Regions from separate parts of the Sus scrofa genome. Here region 2 is linked to region 1. The links are chromatin contacts, called in public Hi-C maps. All regions are on one chromosome and are shown on one strand. Each heading gives the region's core, a stretch centred on a gene start, on an enhancer-like site or on the middle of the called end of the contact. The rest is flanking DNA. Distances are from core to core; before and after follow the strand shown.

What was found. A called contact is a pair of places that touch in the nucleus more often than the background predicts.
Region 2: a Hi-C map of liver shows a contact between it and region 1, with 2.6 times the contacts expected there. The contact joins the promoter of FCHO2 here to the promoter of SFXN1 in region 1. A contact is called at or near these places in 2 of 47 Hi-C or Micro-C datasets (embryonic fibroblasts and liver) and 1 of 2 datasets of contacts at active chromatin or transcription factors (skeletal muscle).

Annotation. Positions count from the first base shown.
Region 1 is chr2:82,055,720-82,060,157 of Sscrofa11.1, reverse strand. It overlaps SFXN1 (sideroflexin 1), which reads left to right and starts at 2,601. Exons shown (of 11, transcript NM_001098602.2): 1 at 2,601-2,652.
Region 2 is chr2:82,099,370-82,103,820 of Sscrofa11.1, reverse strand. It overlaps FCHO2 (F-BAR domain only protein 2), which reads right to left and starts at 2,538. Exons shown (of 26, transcript XM_021084438.1): 1 at 2,342-2,538. The coding sequence starts at 2,374.

The sequences.
Region 1 (4,438 bases), core at 1,352-3,851:
CTGACGCCCGTGGAGAGTGGGAGACTGCCCTCGATCCGGAGAGACCTCTTCGCCTGACAACACAGAGAAGGAGACGATGATCTCAAAGCCCTGCTCTGACCACACCGGAAGCTGGTCAGTCAACGCACGGCTGAAGCTTGAGGAATCAGCAGCCTGTGAGCCCAAATGGAAGGAGGGTTTCAAAATAAGCATTCACATTGATGGAAGAGGGCTTGACCCTGCAGCTGTGCTACATTTCCAGAGAATCACGTTTGCGCTCCAAGCTGCCTCTCACAGTGTCTTTCATTCCTTTTATGAAGAGATAAAAAACACCCCACCTCCCATTCCGGCCACAACTAAGAACTTGTTCTTAGCCCTGGCAGAAACTATTGCACAAACTCTCAAGGTCTCCTCTTGTTATGCAAGCGGGGGAACGAACACAGGAGACCACTGGCCTTGGCAAGCCAGAGAACTGGACCCATTAGAGCCTCATAATGAGACTGCATACCCCCAACTCACCAATGGGGTATGACTCCTCAGAACTGCTATTATAGGGAGAAATTGTCTTGCGAGGCGGGGAGGACGGTTTAATGTTTCAGTTGGAAGCCTAACATGTTTAGGCCTAAGGTATTATAATCTGACTGCCCAAAAGACTCAATGGTGGTCAGCCTCCAATCGCTCAGAGCCCAAGCTTAATCCCTTGTCTAACTTTTCCCTCCTTCGACAAACATGGGAAGATATCAGTACTAATATCCAGTGGCGGGCACCAAAGGGATTATATTGGATTTGTGGAAAAATGGCCTATTCCATACTCCCCCCCAAATTGGACTGGGACATGTGTACTGGGAACAATCAGACCTTCCTTCTTCCTGCTCCCGCTGTCACTAGGGGAGCAACTGGGAGTTCCTATACATAGGGCACAGGGTGCCCAGAGAGACCGGAGGGCTCTCCAAATTGGAGACCGGAAAGATGATAAATGGCCCCCAGAATGGATAATTCAATATTATGGACCTGCCACCTGGGCAGAGGATGGCTCTTGGGGATATCGCACCCCTATCTATATGCTGAACCGTATCATCAGACTACAGGCGGTTTTGGAACTTATAACAAATGACACTGCAAGGGCCTTGACTATATTGGCCCAACAACAAACTAAAATGCGCAGTGCAATCTACCAAAATCGCTTGGCCTTGGATTATTTACTTGCTTCTAAAGGAGGGGTTTGTGGAAAATTTAACTTAAGTAATTGCTGTCTACAAAGAGATGACACTGAAAAGGTGGTAGAAGAAATTGCTGATCGCATGACTAAACTAGCCCATGTACCTGTACAAACTTGGAAAGGATGGGATACAGACAGTGTCTTTGGTAAATGGTTCTCTTGGTTGGGAGAAATTAAGACAATGGTCGGAATAATTATGGTTATACTCGCAGGGTGCCTACTTGTTCCCTGCCTTGTACCTCTCCTGATAAATATTATAAAAGGTTTTTATAAAAAAACATGGTTGAAAGAAAAACAGCCTCCCACCTGCTACTTATTAGAGGCTACCAAAGGGTTATGACTGGTGATGATCTGTAAAGGGGTGCAGATGCACCCTGAACATCAAGAGGGGGGAATGAAATGGAGTTTTAACTAAAGAACAACCCCCCACCCCCACCCCTTGGCTAAGAAGGCAGCTGCAAGCCTTTCCAGCTGTGCTAATCCCTATGCCACCCTTCTTGTAATAATGTAACAACTGTGTGCTCTCTGTCCAAGCCAGCAGCCCTGCTAATCAGGTACCCAGTATTGCTTATCAGTTCTGCTCTGTAACCTTGCTTGCTCAGTTTCTTAGGGAGGAACACTGCTTGGGGATTGGGGAGGTCCGGGATGCTTACCTGGGAAAATCAAGACCTTGTAGTGTATAAAAGTTACTGAGAACAAAGACCTGGCGCTCAGACTCTGGAGGTGACTCCTCTGAGCCCGCACCGGTGCTGAATAAACCTTGCTTTTCCATATCTCCGAGTGCTGTTTGTCTCCTTCCGTTGCCACAGTTTTTGCGGTTTCCGCAACAATCTCTCCGCTGGTTAACCATGGTGGCAGCCTTCGTTCTGGCCTTTCTGCCTCAGCATCTCCTTCTCTACAGCCTATTCACACAGCAGTCAGCTTGATTTTTAAAGACACGAATCAGGTCGTGGCCCTTGTATTACCTAAAATCGCCTTGTAGCCCCAGTGGTGCCAAATTCCACACTTTGGGAAACAATGGTTTAAATGAGTGAGTGAGTGAGTGGATGCTGACTAGGAACAGAGAAATGGTCAAGTAAGAAGTCATCCCTAGGGAAAACCAAAATGGAAAACACGGCACTGGCCTCAGCAGAGACCTATACCACGGTGAGGATGAACTTGAGGTTCACGATGGAGCCAGAGGCTAAAGCACGGGCACTGGCCATCGCGCCTGAACCGGGAGGATACCGCGCGCAGGGCGCAGCGACCGGGAGGGCGAGTCCAGGGCCGCCTGCGCGCGTCCGCAGCCCGGCCCAGCCCGACCGCGTGGCTCCGCACGGGGACGCGCTCCGAGGGCGCGCTCCGGGCGGCGGCGGCGCGCGGGGCAGCCGTGGCGGGAGAAACGCTTCCGGTGGCGGAGGAGGCGGCGCCGAGCAGGTCCTGCAAGCGGCGCGAGTGGTGGCCCGCCGGGAGCGGTGAGTCGCGAGCGATCGGCCCGAATGCAGTGAGTGGGAGACGCGCCGGGAGCCTGGCAGAGGGACACGAGCTGGAGCGGGGGCGCGCGCCTGCGGAGTGGTTGCAGGGAGACCCCCGGGCTGAGAGGTCAGAAGCCCCCAAACCATAGCCGGGACTCCCCCGGCCAGGGGCGTCCCTGCACTTTGGGGACCCCTGCCATCCCGCTGCCTGAACTCCCCACCTCCAGCAGCCTGACCTACTCCGAGATCACCCTGAGCCCCCGCAGTGGAGTGGGTCACCCCTGATGGGAGGAGGCCCACCCATCCACTCCCGCAAGCGCCCTGCCACGCTGTCCCCACGGCCGCGTGACGAAACTCGCCGCGGGGGGACACCCAAGATGGCTGCCGCGGGGACAGGCCACGATGGGGACGGGCGCCAGCGATTGAGAAGTGGCCCAGTTGCACCGAACCCCTGCCCCTCAAGTTCCTAGCTTCCTGGCTTCTCTTCCTTGCGCAGAGCGGGGCTCCAGGGTCAGAGACCACCTGGCCCCTGCCCCAGAACTTGCAATATGGTAGGAAAGAAAGAGGCTGGTAATTGGAATAGTGGTCCTTCTGGGACCTTGCATTTTGTGCTGACCTCCTAAGCTTTCCCACATGTTACAGGTCGCTAACCTTCTCAGAATGACAGTAGCCGCAGTGTCTACTTAGTGTGGGCTGGTAATTCGGGTCTACCTACTTTACACTCATCCAGCCCCAGGAGGTACTTGGCTTTGCCTTCCTAATACAGATAAGGAAGCTGGGGCTCAGAGAGGTTGAGTAACCTGCCTTAAATCACACAGTTGGTCACCTATAATCTCAGCTTAAATATTACTTCCTCAAATATGCTCTCGCTTGGCTGCTTGTTTGAAATTGCTCCCTCATGCACACATTCTTTATTAGATTACTCCTGTGTTTTTTCTTTAAGAGCATTTGTCACCAGTTGAAATTAACTGTTGACTTGCTTCTTTGATTCTCTGTTTGTGATCATGGCCTCTGTTTTGCTTCTCTCACTGTTCCCTGCATCAGGTAGACCCTCACTGAGTGCCTGAATGAAAAAGCTTAGCACAAGTGACTTCAAAGCTAGGGCACTTAACCACTCCATGGGCCTTCTGAATTCCCCATGGCATTTTCTGGATACTTTTCTCAAAGTCGTAATCTCTATTCTCCCTCCTCTTCCAGATCTTGACTTGGGTGCCTCTAGCTTTGCTTGTCCTTTGCCCATCCCCAGTCTACTGAGCTGCTTCCATGTTCCAGGCATTGTAAAAGGTGCAAGGTGGGTAGACAGGTAGATAAGGAGGCTTTGCAGCTCTTAAGGTGCTGATCTTGCCATATACAAGCTGTAAGATGAGAGGGAAACCTGGGAGGATGAGTGGAAGCTCCACCATCAGGTTCTGGGACCTCAAGCAGGTTCTTTCTCCCCTCAGGACCACAGGTATCTGGCTTGTAAAAAATGATGGTGTTTGGGAGTTCCAGTCGTGGCTCAGTGGTTAACGAATCCGACCAGGAACCACGAGGTTGCGGGTTCAATCCCTGGTCTCGCTCAGTGGGTTAAGGATCTGGATGGCCATGCGCTGTGGTATAGGTCCAGACACAGCTCGGATCTGGCATTGCTGTGGCTGTGGTGTAGGCCGGTGGCTACAGCTCCGATTGGACCCCTAGCCTGGGAACCTCCATATGCCATGGGTGCAGCCTTAGAAAAGCCAAAAAAAAGAAAAAAAAGATGGTGTTTGGAGAGGAGGATCTACCAGTTTTCTCCCCAGCTCTAATA
Region 2 (4,451 bases), core at 1,289-3,788, 44 kb before region 1:
AAATAATCTTGAAAAAGAAGAAAAAAGTTGGACTTTCCCACTCCAAACTTACTACAAAGCTATAGTAACCAAAACAGTGTGGTACTAGCATGATAGATGATGGAATACAAACAAAAATCCAGAAATAAACTCATGCATCTATCATAACCTGACTTTCAATAAGAGTGCCAAGACTATTCAACATGGGTTGTGGGGGGGTATATTTTCAACAAATGGTACTGGAACAACTCAATACCCACATACCCACATGCAAAGAATGAATCGGTACCTCTTCTTGGTACACTACAAAAAAATTAACTTCAAATGATCATAGGCCTAAATGTAAGAACTAAAACTACATATAAAACCCACAGAAATGACACAGAAGTAAACCTTCGTAATTTGGGGTTAGGAAAGAATTCTTAGATATGACAACAAAAACATACGTGATAACAGAAAAATGAGATAAATTGGACTTCAAAATTAAAAAGAGACAACCCACAGAATGGGGGGAAATACTAACAAAATCATTTACCTAAAAATCAAAGCCACAATGAGATATTACTTACATTCCTCCACTACAATAAAAAAGATAACAAATGTTGTCCACCATGTGGAAAAACTGGAAGACTCAGACATCACTAATGGGATTGTAAAATGGTGCAACCACTTTGGAAAATGTCTGGCTCTTCCCCAAAATGTTCAATAGAGAGTTACCATATGACCTAGCAATTTCATTCCAGAAAGAAATGAAGACATTTCTAAGTTTTATACGTCCACATAAAAACTTGTACGAAAAGTTTATAGCAGCATTATTCCTAATAGTCAAAAAGCACAAACCACCAAAGATCTACCACTGATGAGTAGACAAATAAAATGTAGTATACATATGTGCGTGTCTGTATGCATACGCTGGATCACAAATTCGGGTAAAATAATGGAATTATGTCCTGACACATGCTATATCCTAGGTGAATCTTGGAGCCATGCTAAGTGAAAGAAGCTAGTCACAAAGCCACATATATGAACCCATTTATATAACTACGTCCAGAATAGATAAATCTACATAGGTAGAAATCTAGAGATTAGGACTAAAGAAAGAAGGAAATTGGGAATGACTGCTACAGGATACCGTGATTCTTCCTGAGGTGATGAAATTGTTCTAAAAGCGTGGTGACATTTGCACAACTCTATGAATACACGAAAAAATTTGAACTGTTTACTTAAACGGGTGTATTGTATGGCAGGTGAATTATACCTCAATAAAGCTGTGTTAAAAACAAAAACCCCAACGTCTAGTATTTATGTCGCGTGTGGAAAACAAGAAACATTCAAGACTAATAATTATGAACCGATGTGATTACTAAGCAAGTCCCCGCTTGAAACATTTGGAAATTAAGAATTTAAGACACACTCCTTACTCACTGAGAGTACTGCTTTAAATATTTCTACATCTTAAATTAAAATGGAATTGTGGCACATGCAACTGTCAAGCCATAAAATGGGATTCCTGAGATACCTAAGTAAACATGCTACTTTCCTGTACATGGCTGAACTGTACTTCCCATTACAACAAACAATAACTGCAGAAAAACACTCCACAGGGAGACTGGGAACTCATTCTCAAAGAACCAGCTAACACTAATACGGAGTTAAGAGGACGGGTGTGGAAAGAATGAGGAAGGGGAAGGAGCACAGGGCACAAGGAGAAGTATCGGTGCATTTAAGCCCAAGGAATCCAGTTACATTAAATTCAACTTTTCTGCGCTTTGTGAACAGGCCCAGAGGCAAAGTCCCGGGCACAGACCCACGAGCCGAGCTGCGAAGCCGAGAGGAAGTGCTGATCCAGCCCAAGCCCGCACGGGAATTCGTGGGGATATGGTGGGGGGGCAAAAAGGCTAAGATGGGGGCCTGCGGGGCTGGAAGGAGGCGAGCTCCCCCCGGCCGGCACTCGCCTGCTGCCCGCGTCTGGGAGCGGCCGCGCCGCGGGCCCGGCGTCCGCGTCTGAGCCGCGGAAGGCGCCCGGCGCCGGGAGTCTCCGGCGGGGCCGGGTCCCGTCTCCCGCCCCATCCGGCGCTTTGTCCCAGCGCGGGCGGCCGGCAGCCCCTCGGCGTCCCCGCCACGGACTGAAGGGCCGCGCTGACAACACCCGCCCCCCGCAGGGGCTGCGAGCCTGCGGGTCTGGGCGGCCGGAGACCAGCCACCCGACGGGCTTCACCCGGGCAGGACGCAGCAGGCGGCGGTCCGAGGACGCTGGCCCTGCCCGCGGAGCCGCCACCGCCCGAAGCGCACGCAGGCCGAGGTCAGCCGCCGAAACTCTCAGACTCCGAAACCCACACAATGTCCAACATCCTTCTCTTACCCAAAAATTCTCAACGAAATGCGCCATGACCATCGTGCCACCGCCGCCGCACCGGGTTCCGCGTCCGCGCCCTCCCGCCGCCGGGTAAACACCGGCCCGGCCCCCACGGCGCCCCCGCCTTTCGCCGCCGCCGCCGCCGCAGCCGCCGCCTTCTTCCCGGAGACCGGCCGGCACCCTCTAGGGCGCATGCGCCACCTAGCGGCTGCAGCCGCGGGGCGAACACTCAAAAGCCGCGGCTCGCTTGCGCATGCGCCCCGGGCCCCATTCCCGGGATTTAGTCCTTTCCACTCCTGCCTGCGCGGGCGCGGCTAAGACAGTATTCTCTAGGGAGTGGTGGAGAATCCGGTCCCGGAGCAGGCACCCCGGAGACTGCCCGCACCCTTCGCGGTGTCATGAGTACTGGCTCAAAAACGGAGCGAAGAGAGGGGCCGGCCAAAGACGGTGGTACCGGTGCCGGCTCCTCTTCCTTCTCGGAAGACCCACTCCCTGTGCTTTCGAGGATCTCGAAGGAACCCAAGTCGGGCTAAACTGGGATAGGGGAAACTTGGCCTCAAGCCATAAGGAGGAGACTGAGAAACCTTTCGTCAACAAGGCGCCTTTCCTTGACAGGGAACTAAGAACCAAAACAAAACTTTTCGAAGCCGGAAAAGAGGAAACGCCCTGTCGCCTGAGAGCCCTGGGCGCTGCTGGAGACCCAGGCACCAAGTCCTTGGCCGAGGCCGCTGACCTATGGCCTGCCTGGAGCAAACCAGCCGGTACTGCCTGCCGACAGCTGGAACGTGACCCGAAACCAACCAATTTCCCCGACCGAGGCAGTTTTGGTTTTGTGTGTGTGTGTAAGTCTCTTGGAGAAGTTGTTCATATAAATCCATGCTTCTCTTAACAACTTGTACCTTTTGGACAAAAGAAACAAGTTTACACACGCCTCAGCCTAATAGAGACACTAAATCCCCTTCCCACGCCTTGTTTTCCAAAGGTTTAGGGGGAAAATATAAACCAGGTCATTTAAATCCACAATCTACCGTTCTTAATGCCAAACCCGACAGTAGATCTAGTGTAGCTTTTACCATACATGCATGTCACACCTCCTCAGAGCTTGTGACTTCAAACGGTAAACCACCACCGTTTCTTCATGGCAAATTATTTTCATCCTCAAAAGCAAAAACCACACAGTGCCTTACCCATAGATGAAGCTGTTGAAGTATTTGCTAGTGGGAATCATTGGATAATGGCCCTGTGATTATATCTTTTTTAGAATATCTTTTAGAAATATTTAGGATGTGTGAATAAAACATCTAGGATTTGCTTTAAAGTAAGTTAGGGAGAGAGGAGGACTGAGTAGGGGTATAGATGAAAAAGACTGACCATGCATTGGTAATTCTTAGAGCTTGGCAATGGAACAGTGGTGGTTCACTACACTACCCTTTCTCTTTGGTTAGGTCTGTGTGTTCCTTTCTTGAAAAGGTCTTCATAAAGCTATCATTTATACCTAGCTTGGGGGAATGTCAAACGTAGAAGTTCGCTACAATTCTCTAAGCCATTAGTCTAGTCCTCTTTCTCCATGCTGAAGAAATTCTAAGAAAAATGTAGCCATCTAGATTATCCTACAAATGAGCTTGGCATTAAATTCCTAGTATCACTGAGCACTACCCTGCTTAGACCTGGGCAGGAGAGGCCCCTATCCTGTATCCCAAACACACACATTAATTTATTTAAAACACACACACACACCCAGACACACATGAGTGTCTCTGCTACTCCCGAGCTGATGCTGAACACTGGCCCATATCAATGCCCTCTCCCGTGGCCAATACTATTTAGGCTCCTAGGAAATACTTCATATCTCTTGCCCTGTACCTTCAAAACAAAAGGTGAAACTCCAAAGGCAGTGAAAATTTGTGGGTGCTAAAGCAGCCCATATCAGAGATAGACTGCTTTGGAGTTCAGGCAGAATCTAAGCAGCAGATTCAGTGCAAGAATGATTAAGCCCAGTAGAATGTTAGAGTGGGAGTTCCTGTCATGGCTCAGCAGTAACAAACCTGACTAGAATCCATGAGGACGAGGGTTAAATCCCTGGCCCCACTCAGTGAGTTAAAGATCCGGCGTTGCT